Regions from separate parts of the Mus musculus genome. Here all the other regions are linked to region 1. Evidence: chromatin contacts called from public HiChIP or PLAC-seq data. All regions are on one chromosome and are shown on one strand. Each heading gives the region's core, a stretch centred on a gene start, on an enhancer-like site or on the middle of the called end of the contact. The rest is flanking DNA. Distances are from core to core; before and after follow the strand shown. Region 1 has its middle 34 kb from the start of Gm34029. Region 2 overlaps 4930467D21Rik (RIKEN cDNA 4930467D21 gene). Region 3 overlaps Gm34097 (a long non-coding RNA gene).

Evidence for each region. HiChIP or PLAC-seq counts read pairs in DNA pulled down with a chosen protein or histone mark.
Region 2: a RAD21 HiChIP or PLAC-seq map of pro-B cells shows a contact between it and region 1, with 2.3 times the contacts expected there. The contact joins two enhancer-like sites. A contact is called at or near these places in 1 of 39 promoter capture datasets (liver) and 1 of 15 datasets of contacts at CTCF or cohesin (pro-B cells).
Region 3: a RAD21 HiChIP or PLAC-seq map of pro-B cells shows a contact between it and region 1, with 4 times the contacts expected there. The contact joins two enhancer-like sites. A contact is called at or near these places in 1 of 15 datasets of contacts at CTCF or cohesin (pro-B cells) and 1 of 484 Hi-C or Micro-C datasets (uterus).

The regions. Positions count from the first base shown.
Region 1 is chr5:97,600,097-97,604,042 of GRCm38.p6, reverse strand. No RefSeq gene overlaps it. Among named protein-coding and RNA genes, the nearest start is that of Gm34029, 34 kb to the left of the region's middle. Within about 2 kb of position 2,447, at least 18 of the 459 cell types and tissues checked have an H3K27ac peak or open chromatin away from gene starts, as enhancers often do. A contact at or near this core is called in pro-B cells, where this site is marked.
Region 2 is chr5:97,395,727-97,399,524 of GRCm38.p6, reverse strand. The region is part of intron 2 of 4930467D21Rik (RIKEN cDNA 4930467D21 gene); the gene reads right to left. Among named protein-coding and RNA genes, the nearest start is that of 4930467D21Rik, 5.2 kb to the right of the region's middle. Within about 2 kb of position 1,689, at least 28 of the 459 cell types and tissues checked have an H3K27ac peak or open chromatin away from gene starts, as enhancers often do. A contact at or near this core is called in pro-B cells, where this site is marked.
Region 3 is chr5:97,840,834-97,844,792 of GRCm38.p6, reverse strand. All of the region lies in intron 1 of Gm34097 (a long non-coding RNA gene), which reads left to right. Among named protein-coding and RNA genes, the nearest start is that of Gm34097, 4.1 kb to the left of the region's middle. Within about 2 kb of position 2,537, at least 27 of the 459 cell types and tissues checked have an H3K27ac peak or open chromatin away from gene starts, as enhancers often do. A contact at or near this core is called in pro-B cells, where this site is marked.

The sequences.
Region 1 (3,946 bases), core at 1,198-3,697:
ATATTACATGTATGCATATATGATTTCAAGTCTAACAGCCTGGTATTGGATAACCAACTCACCATGCGTGCCTAAACAAGACCTGAATGGTATCTTAAACATGCTAACAAGGAATAGAGACATCTCACTAGGCTCCACCCTTAGCCAAAGGACTCTAGGCAGCTAAGGGCCACTGAGAGTTAGAGAAATGGTCTTTCTTGATGTCATGGTTTGTATATTCTTGGACCAGGGAGTGGCACCATCTGGAGGTGTTGCCTTGTTGGAATAGGTGTGACCTGGTTGAAATAGGTTTGTCACTGTGGGTGTGGGCTTAAGACCCTCAACCTAGTTGCCTGGGAAGTCAGTCTTCACTAGCAGCCTTTGGATGAAGACATAGAACTCTCAGCTCTGCCTGTGCCATTCCTGCCTGGATACTGCCATGCTCCTGCCTTGATGATAATGGACTGAACCTCTGAACCTGTAAGCCAGCCCCAATTAAATGTTGTTTTCTATAAGACTTGCCTTGGTCATGGTGTCTGTTCACAGCAGTAAAACCCTAACTAAGACACTTGAGGAAAGCTCCTCTCTTCTTTTATATACATTTGTGCTTCTTTGAATGTTCCAGTCTGTGTTGAATTCTAATAATTAATAAAATGGGCTGGGGGCAAGGCCTGAAATAAAATGTCATTTCAATAATTCTTCTAAATTAGTTTAAGCCTTAAATGTCAGTTCATAAACTTATTAAACTGTTATGTGTATTTTTTCATATTGGTAGCAAGAGTTCTGACACTTGCATAGTAACTTTATGGAAGTTTAGTCAAAGAACAGTCCAAGCCCAAGAGCAGTCCAAGCCCACTAAATAAAGCTCTAAACTGCTACCTAGAAGTTCTTCAGGATGACACAGAGCAAGTTACAAACTCAGCAGTGACTGCAAGTATTTCTGGGGAATATGAAGAGTCGGTCAATCCAGCCATGGAAATTTTTACATCTTAGATTCAAGGAATATTTAGTACTAGGTTAATTGCCACTTACATTTCAAACTCTTCAGTGAATCTTAAGAAAGGAGATTTGTACAAATTGAAGATTTCACTTCCAAAGAATAATACACAGTGTCCCATTTGTTCTCTGAAAATGGAAACTCTGCTGTTGCAGCTCCTTCATGCATATGACATTGAACACTTTCATCTCAGTTGATCTATTGATGGCAAACAATGCTGCTTTACCACTGATATGTTGGTAGCTGAGCAATGGAATTATCTTCCCATTTTTACTTTGTCACTGTTTAAACAGTAGATATCAGAAGACCCCAAAATTAAGTGTAATCGAGCAAGACATTTTCCAAACCTTAGCATCTGGCAGTTTTTTGTGCCTGTTTATAGCTAAAAAAAAAAATAATAATAACAAACATGTCTTTACACATGTAATTTTATATGCCATGTCAGCAGGTAACATACTTCAAACAACCTGTGGCACACAGAGATGAAACAACTATTTTATCTTTGAAAATAGGAGAGTCAGCCAACATAGTGTTAAATACAATTATAAATAATCCTCGTTCGAATTTTAGCAATGCTTGAACACTCTGTTCCTGACTCCTCTTGCATTCTCAGCCAACTATTAGATTAATGTATGATTTGTGTAATTCCTCCAGATGAAGAAATTGAGCTGTAGACGTTTGGGACTGTGCCCGAGGTGACATAACAAGTGCGTGTTAAAAATAGGATCAAACTGGCTCTGTCTTGTCTGGTCTGCTTTCTGTTTGTGAGAGCATAGCATTTCTGTTTAGTCTTGTAAAGGGAGAGGCTGCAGAAATCCAGCGAATCCAGATTACTTTAAGTCAGACAGTGCCACACTCCAGTCTTTACAGGGTTCCCTAAATACTGACACACTTGAATTACAGATGACCAACTTCAGATAATGACCAAGTTGCTCATTACCATAGATGGAAAGAAATTATCAGCATTGGGTTTTCCATTTTCAGACCATTGGATGATTATCTATGCTGACACATAGAGTGGTCAATTTATTCCCAAGTGACATGGATTCCATGAGTGATTTAGTTTATTGACAAATCCTCACTTAAGTACTAAACCTGGAATCCTGAGACTATAGGGCACTTCTTATACTCTGTAGCCCTACCTGCATGAGTCTTAAGCAGTGACTGATTGTTCTTAAAATGTCCTTGGCACAGGACCACTTTGCATTTGTTATTAAACCATTGGCTGTTTTTTAATTTTAAGAAGTATTAGGTTTTTCAGTGAAATAATGCCCGGGAAGTGAAACCAACATAAAAAGATCTAAAATAATGTCTAAGAACATTCCAGAAGCAATCTTTGAGGATTTGCAATATAACCCTTCTAGACCAAATTGGTTGCCTGTTGAAAATGTACTCCTGTCATTCATAGACAGAGAAGGTGACTAAACGGTTAGTTACATGCTTGGCTGGGTAGTGCAGCCATGCTCTTTCCTGGGCAGGGTGTCCTTTTCCTGTGTTGTCTGTGATCTTGAACCAGAACTACATTTCCAGCCTGATGATCTCCTGAGACACTGTGACTTGTGCCCCATCAGCTTTTAGGTGGGGAGAGTCTTTCATTAAAAAAAAAAAAAAAGTATTGCAAGAACAATGGTTTATGCAGAGCAAATGTAAGCATGACAATTCAGTCCTGCGGTAGGACAAAACATGTCAGAAATGTACAAGGTGCCAGTTTGATTTTATTCAGCAGGCAACTCTATGCTCTGAAGGAAATGGTTTGCTGACCTACTGGTTACATATGAAGAGGAATAACAAGTTATAAATTAAAATAATGCTGTTCCTCTGGTTAGTGGGTAAGAACATAATAACACTGGAATAACATGGAACTTTTTGCCCAGACAGTTAAATTAACTCACTGGAAATGCAGCAGACTAGATGATTCTTTCCAAAAAGTAACATAATCATTTCTTTTTCAGGCTTGATTAAATTCCCTCTGCCTGTGCAGATTTTATTTCTGGTCCCAAATTATATGTATCCATTCCTGATCGTTGAACAAAGCATAGACCCTGAACGATTCGTCTCCAACATTCAGTAAACTCAAGCTACGGTAGCTCCAGGCACTGAGCATTCCATGTGAGGGGGCTGAGTTGAGCGCTCTGCTGTATAAGATGCTATTTGCATAGACATATGAATGTGCACACTTTGGACACATCCTCAACGGGATTTGTTTTTTATTGTGATAGGCAAACAACCCTAACTGAAGTAGGGCTTCCCTGTTAAAGTGCTCGGCCACCTTAACCCAAAGCAGGTATCAGAGAGCCTGACAAACCAAGTCACCCAAGACATATTTGCATTCTGAGCGTCAGCAAGGCTTAAATTGTATACAGAACAGGAATCTGCTGCTGACACCATGCTGAGGTGGCCAATTTTCTGGTCATAACAAGGACTAAGCCCTTCAGCCACATCAGAAGGACTGAGTGTCAGGGTTTTGCTGAGGGATCACAGGCAAGTGACAGGAATAAAAAAAGCCTACTGTGAACCTCGTGATAGTTGATGACTCTGAACTTCTTTAGTCGGAAAGCATCAGAAGCTATGTAGCAGGGCTTGTGCAAATCAGCTCTGCGCTGTGAACTGACTTGCAATGTATTTTTATTCACATACACAAGAAAAATGTGAAGTCAAACCAACAAGAAATAGATGTTCGGACCTAAAGACACTAAAGGCCAGAAGAAATGAGCTCCATTCAAACTCATTGTAGGTGAGTATTCAGAGGCAGACTGGCTGCTTCAGCTGTTCTGCCCTTACTAGGAAATAAAGCCAGTGAGTCCCTGAGGACACAGCACTCGAGAAGCACTAATTGACCTTTAGACTATGTGAGTAAGGTGGCACACAGTAGGCATGTCTTATGGTGATTGTAATGAACAGTGAACTGATCACCTTGGGTTTACCTGCTACATGTTTTCATATTTGTACTCCAAGCAAAGCTAAGGGTCC
Region 2 (3,798 bases), core at 440-2,939, 200 kb after region 1:
GTTGTCAAAAGTGGTACCTTAGAACTTAGCATTGTTGTTCTGCTAAATAGTCATGTTTTCAAACTGCTCTCTAAATATGTATGTTTACAGACATAGATATGGATGTTCTCAACGTTGGCCAAAAAAGTTCTTTTGCAGTGGGAGGTGATCAACGCAAAAATCCATCCTTGGTCAGAGTGGTAAGAATAAGTGATTCTGTGTTCTGAGCCCTAAATGGGATTAACCTTAGTGCCAAAACTCTGGGAACATCACAGAATCAGTTGTTGGGAGGGGTGGCCCTTGGTAGGTTTCTCATGTTCCAGTGGATGGCCCCATTCCTGTGCATGTAAAAACAACACTAAATAGACTTAGTGGGTTATTTAAAAAGGAAGGAAAAGAAAAAGAAAGCATGGGGTTGGGAGTTGGGCATGCATGATGACATCAGAGGGACTAGGGAGTGGGGACCAAAGGGCAGATGGGATCTTAGTTTGGTGTAATATATATGTGTATAAAATTCTCAAAGAATAAAATATAAAATATATTTCAAAAATAAAAAAAAGATGAGCCCTTCAGTAGAACCTTCCTCAAAATGACAGTACTCCCTGAGAGAGAGAGAGAAAAAAAACTATTAAGATTTACCTGGTTTTGTACCACATTTTGATTATCAGTCCATCAATTGATGATGGACATATAGGTTGATTCAATATCCTAGCTATTGGGACTAGAACAGCAATGCTCATGAATGTGCACGTACCTCTATATAAGACAGAAAGCCTTTGAGTATATGCCCAGAAGTGCTATAGGTGCATCATATGGCATTTCTATTTCTAGGTCTTCAGAAACCTTCAAAGTGGCTACACTGGTTTACACTCCTGCTAGCAGAACATTAAGAGCTCTTTTCCCCCCACATCTACATCAATATTTGTACCCTTCTTTTGTTTAATTTCTTTAAAATTAAAAAAAGTGTGTATATGGTACATGTACTTATTTGCGTGAATGTGCACGCCTGTGTGAATGCTTGGGTACATGCATGTGTACAAGGAGGTCAGAGGTTGTCCTCAGGTGAGCTCCTCTATCACAAGATAGGGTCCGTCACTGAACTTGCACGTCGTCAATTCTGCTATGCTGGTAGCCCATGACCTCCAAAGGTTGATCCCTCCTCATCTCCAACCTAAAAAGCTCACAGCTGATGTCACAGAACTGTACTTCCAGACATGGCTTTAATTTTTGAGCATTCAATGATTCAAAGTCCGCTTATTTATTTATGTAGTGTGTGTGCATGTGTGGATGCTATAACAGGTGTGTGGAGGTCAGAGAACAATTTGTGGAAGTCAGTTCTCTCCTTCCACCATGTGGGTCCTGGGGATTGAACACAGGTTTTTTTTCTGGCTTGGGTTAAGTGTTTTTACCTGCTGAGTCATCTTAATGGGCTAATACATTTTTAGAGAAAAATTAAATATAATTATTAACTCATATTAACTCAAAACAATTGTATAATAATTGTATTGCTTTTACATATTTTCTTGATCATAGAGGGTTTCATACTGTCAATGAAATAGGATCATACTGATCCCATTTCTGCCTTCTAGCTCCCACATATCCATGGACTTTGCTCCATATCACTTGATAACTGACTCAGAGCAAGGTCATGCTGACCACATCCCCTGTTATGTTCTGTGTGAGGTCTATTAATCTTAAGAAATTCCACAAAGCTTTACAAAGGACCCAACAATTTAAAGACAATATGAACTGCTATGTGTAAAACGGCTTGAGTCAGAGCTGACCACTGGGCCGCACTTCCTGCACCTGCGCATGAGCTCACTGTGGTTTTTGTGGTTTTAGCTTTAAAGCTGACAGAGAAAGATGTTTGTAGCCATAGCTCAGGCCCTGAATTCTGAGCTACAGCTCTAATCGATCAACATTAGGGTGTGCATTCAATAAACCATCCCTGTCTGACTGAGATCACTGTGTGGTTTGTGGGGTGACTCCTGGACCCCAACAGGCATAATGGCCCATACCTGTAAGACACTCAGTAATGTGAGATAGAAGAATTGCCTTGTTAGAAGTCAACATTACTACAAAGTACTTTGCAGACCTGTCTGGACTACACTGTGTGATATTGTCTAAAGAAGAAATAAAACAAGTAAAAAAAATATTTCTAAAAGCAAAGAGCCTCTTTTGTTAAGTCATTTTTTTTCATTTGATTGATTTAAATGAGATGGGGACTTACATCATTTTGCTGCCTTCTAGTGATCCTAATATTCATTCAACACTTCCTAGCAATGGAATAGAGGAGAAAACCATGCAGTGTGGTGCACAGGCCTATAATCCCAGCTGTCTGGGGAACTGAAGTAGGATGATTTCAAAATCAAGGTGTGCCTGGACTTCAGAGGGAGCTCAAGGACAGCCCCTGCAGCTCAGGGGGGACTATGCCTCAGAATAGGAAGTAAAGAGGCCACACGAGTTGGCGGTAGAGTACATCCAAGCATGAAGCCCAGGCACAATCCCGACACTACAAAAGCAAACAAGTTTTACAAAAAGTAGCTATTAATTTCCAAAATGATCTTAGAGTATCAGAAATAAAAATTCTATGTATTTGATAACCATGGCAGCCTGAGCTGTTCTAGTTATATGCCTTCTTGACTTTTTGTTTTTAATTTAAAAAATTGTAACCAATCAATGTTTTATCACAGAGAAGATGTTTGGTAGCAAGAGTTGCTGAAGGTGGGCTCTGGAATGGTGAAGTCACTAATAACTTGTCCGTATTTTAGTAAACAACCCCATACCCATATTCTTGGCAAGCAACTCCAACTGAACTTCATGGATCATGAAACAATAATGTTAAAGAGACATGAGAGAAAAAGAAGGGACTTTTTAGAAAGAAGATAGGACTCCACAGGAGTGACAAGGAGATAATAGATGTAATAAGGAGTAAAAATGACCAAAATACACTATATGTGAATAGAAAATTAGCAAATAAATAAATAAATAAAAGAATAAATGAATGAATGAAAGAACAAACAAATCAATTAATAGATTTCAAATTGCAAAAGCCAGGCACGGTGGCATACACATAGAATGCCAGCACTTACAAGGCAGAGGCAACGACACTGACATGTATGTGAGGGTCAGTTCGGGCTACATATCAAAACTGTCAGAAAAAGAAAAAAGGAATAAAGAAGTAAAGACAAGGAGGAAGAAAGGAAGGGAGGCAGGAAGTTAAGTACAATGGTGCAAGCTCTAACACCAACTGCTGCACAGCTTGGGACAAGATCATCACAAGTTACACAGCAGCCTAGTCTATAGTGTGAGACTACTACTAAGTTTTAAATTTTAACTAAAACAACAGCAAAAGCTATATCTTTTAACTCACATGACTCTAGTTATGAAAGGAATATGTACTGTCATTTTTATGATTTCTGGCACAAATTCTACGTGAATTGAAAGTAGAAGCAGGATCAGGCTATATTATAACTACAAATGAATACTCTGGTATTGAGCTCATGAGTCTGCTAGAAAACTAGAAAGATAGACTGGTGTGTGTGTGTGTGTGTGTGTGTGTGTGTGTGTGTGTGTGTGTGTGAATATGTGTATAGTATATGTATGTGTTTAGGTATGTGTGTGTGTGTGTAGTATATGTATGTGTGTATGTATGTATGTATAATATAGTTCTAGGGGTTACAGTCAGCTTACATATAAAACAATGCTAACATACATGACCCCCTTGCATTATGAAAAGGTAATCCCAAGTTTTGCTTTATTAAAAGATGATATACTTTTTTAACGTGCCAAATGTTTATGGCAAAGGTGACACTGAAA
Region 3 (3,959 bases), core at 1,288-3,787, 240 kb before region 1:
ATGACACTTATTTTTGTCATCAGTGTTTGGCTAACTACATGGTTTTAATTTTAATAAAACATGAGTTTGCCCACTGATATCTACTTCCTATATCTACTTCTGTCTCAGAAGGCTGAGACAGAAGAGTCTGATGTTCAAGGGCAGCTTCAACAGTGCAGCAAGACATGTCTTCAAAACCAACCAACAAATCAGTAAATAATTGAATGGAAAGTGGCACTGTGTCCTGAAATAAAATAATTAACTAAATTTTTATTAGAGTGATCTTTTGGAAAATATTATTTACTGGAGTATGCTTTCCCATGTTCATGCTTCTCCTTTTGGTAAATGTAAAACCTTTCTCACACAAGTCATTGTGATTTATCCATTGTGTCTTGAGACCCATTTTCTTAATAGTTGCCTATTTATTTTAAATGTCTAATAAGCTTTCTTTACAGATAAAGCAGCAAAATGTATTGCTTTAAAATATTCTAGTGATTAATACTACTGTGAATGTTTAACATGAATGTACTGTGGAGAAAACCGGAATTATTCAGCATTCTGTGTTTCGTTCATTTAAAGTCCATCAGACTGCATTTAACTGTTTGTGTGCTGTCTTCCTTCTGCTCACGGTTTGGATGGCCCCTATAGACTCACATATATGAACAACTGGTTCCCAGTCTTTGCCACCATTTAGGAAAGTATTGGAACCTTCAAAAGGTGGAGCCTTGCTAAAGGAAACCCATGGAGGGAGGGTGAGAGACCAGTCTCACTTTCTGTTCTTTCTTTCACTCTAACTTGCTTTCTGGGCAAGACCAAATGTGATCTCCCTGCTTTGCCAACCTCATATCCTGCTTCCATACCTTCCTGGTAACCATCGACTGAGTCTCCCTAGAACTGGAAATCTCTTCCTTAAGTGTAGTTTTGTTTGTTTGTTTGTTTGTTTGTTTTGGGGGGGGGTGGCCAGGGTAGTTGATCACAGCAACAATAGTAATCAAGACATTGTCCAGTCAAAAAATACACTTTAATTTCCCAATTTTTATTCGAAGTTAATAGTGATGATAGAGGGTAAGAAAACTTTTCTTTCAGTTAAATTTAAGTCTTCCTCAACTTTCATGTATGGTCATACAGGACCCTTTTAGTTCTGTTTTCTCTGAAACATTATAAGTTCATGAGAGGTACACGCCTATGATGAATTTGACAGTTAAGATGGTTGACTTCCTTTTTTCTTCTAATGTGATTATAAAGAAAACTCTTGAGATAGGTAAACATGTCAAAGATAGAAGTCAAGGTTACATGGCTATGTGTGCAAATAATTAATATGAACTTATAAAATTAGGATTTAATTTTCCCAGTGAATTATGGAATTCTGGAAGTTTTTGAAAATGATTTTGAAATAGTGTACTACACTTCTACATTGGTGCTCTACCCCAGGAGTGTCCTAGAATGTGAATACATTTATTGAAATATTTTGCACTGCACTGACAATATCTTACAAGGACATCTGTCATACAGAAATAGATAGAAGGAATTATTTATAATGATTAGAAAAACACACATTTACTCTTTAAGTTGTGTGTTATAAGAATTGTCTTTCTCTTACCACCTTAAAGATTCCTAACACCCTTTTGTCAAATGTAAATTTAGCAATGTCAGACTGTAAAAGAGAATATTTATACAGTTCTGATCGTTAGATGAAACTACCATTTTTTAAAAAATATTAAACTATCTCAAGCAATTTTTGTAAGCAGAGCAAAATGATGTGGGAAGTGTGAAATAAAAAATGTTTTCACTCATTAGAGATGACCTTATATAGTTTCAGTACTTATGAGTTATCAGGACATCTGTAACTTGTGAAAATCATTTTCATAAACTATATCCAAATATTATGTATTTTCTCTTTATTTTTAAAAACATGTAAATACACACACATACTAAAAGCTATATTTTATGCATTTTGATATACTAAAGTGCTTAAATTAAGAGTTTGCAAATTCATTTGTTAAGATATGCCAACAAAGGCATTGGGGGAGATACTACTAACGTTATTTATGCCCTTGCTCCTTCAGAGGAAAGGTCACCTTTCCAGAGGCAGAGCAAACTGGCACACTGGGATGGAGCGGAACATCAGTAACGTCAAACACGTTTTCACTTGTGTACTGAAAGTAGAGCGAAGGGAGCATAAATTAAAATAAAAAATGATGAATAGAAGATCAATGGCTCAGGTAAAAGGGATGGTGAGCGAGACATGGGAATCTGTTTTGAATCTGTTTCCACACAATCACTTCAAAGGGGCTCAGAGAGGCACTGTATGAAGTAGGTTAGATCTGTTGTGAAAACAAAGCTAGCTTTTTGGTTATGGGTGGACCAACTGCCCTGTGTGTTGGGCATGCCTTCCGTCACATCTTCTTGGGTCACCTTTTTTACCCTAGCTGTTGTCACAGGAGCCAATGGTGTGCATTGTTAGGACTGATTTGTAGCCATAGTACATGAACTATGCCTTCCTGTAGTGTAGGGAAGAAACGTGCTTGCTTATATTAAGTGCCTTGGGAGGATGTAAAACAAGCTACAGATGAGTGATATTGTGGTGGTTTTTAAAAAGGAGAAGCTCTATGAAATCTCACAGGAAACACAGATGTCTTTCTGTTTATATTGGGGCTATAACCAGATAATTCTGTACTAAATTAAAAATACTACAAGTAGGCAAAACATTTAATACACCTTACCTACTAAACATCATAGCATGGAACATAGTATTCTGTGGAAAGTTGGCAAATTGCCATGACAGTTGTATATTTGACAGGAAAATGATATCCACTCTTATTGCCCCACCTTAGAAAAGAATATTTAACCCCTTACAATTTGTCTGATAAAAGAACAAAATTCAAGATTCAAGGTGCATTGAAACTGGACTTGAGAGTTTGAGGGCAAATGTAGAAAGGAGACACACTAGTTGGGAAGGGAGTCAATAGCAGAAGCTAAGGCATGGGGAGGAAATTGGAATCTAGAAACATTACCAAGAGAGAACTAATATGCTCTAGTAACATACAAGGTGTGAGATGTCACTGAGAGAAGAGTGACGGATGACCTCGAAATCTTAGTCAAGGGTCAGGAAGAGAGGGGCTCCAACTCCCAGAGACTGGGAGATGATCAACTGTGTTAGATACTGTGGTACCTATAAGACAACAAAATAAAAATAATTATAGATGAGCAGTAGCCCAATATATGTGGCACCATATAAATTATGTTTCATGTCACAGACTAATACAACAAAGAGGTGGGGAGAATTTGAGGATTGAACTCTGGTTCTCCGTTGTGTTGGAGGTGGAGGCAACAAGGAGAAAATGACAAAGGAGCTAATGAAGTGTACACTGACAACTGGAAGAATGTGACATCATTTCAGCCAGATAGGAAACTCAATTTCAGCCTGGTCAAAACCCTAGGTGAGTGAGGTAAGAGAGGAACTTTGAGAACTAGTCATTGAATTTAGAAATATAGGCATCAATGGTGACCATGAAGGGTTCTCTCAGAGGAAGATGTGAGAAGGCATTCTAGGGAAAAGGACGAGAAAATTGCAAACATTGAATGCAAACAATGTGGAGAGAACAGGATGGAGAAATATTGATGAAGAAGGTAGAATTGCAGGGGTGTGACTATGTCAAGGGAAGAAGTTCTGGTTGCTAGGGAACAGATGGTATTAGGCATGCAAGCTATGGAAAACTGGAAAAGAACAAAAGGTGGTGGTAGTACAACAATTGAGAAGGATCTGCAAGACATTGGCCTTGAAAAGACATAGAACTGTGTGGCCCTTTGCAAAAACCTAGGCTAGAACCTTTGGTACCAAATGCTGAGAGGACGCAGAGGAAAGAAGAATATAAGTGCAGAACCTTCTGTTATAGGCAGAGATGAAGGCTGTGGACATTGTGCTTCTTACATTGTCTTAATTTATCATTTAAAACAGGAATTCAGGTCAACAGGCAAAG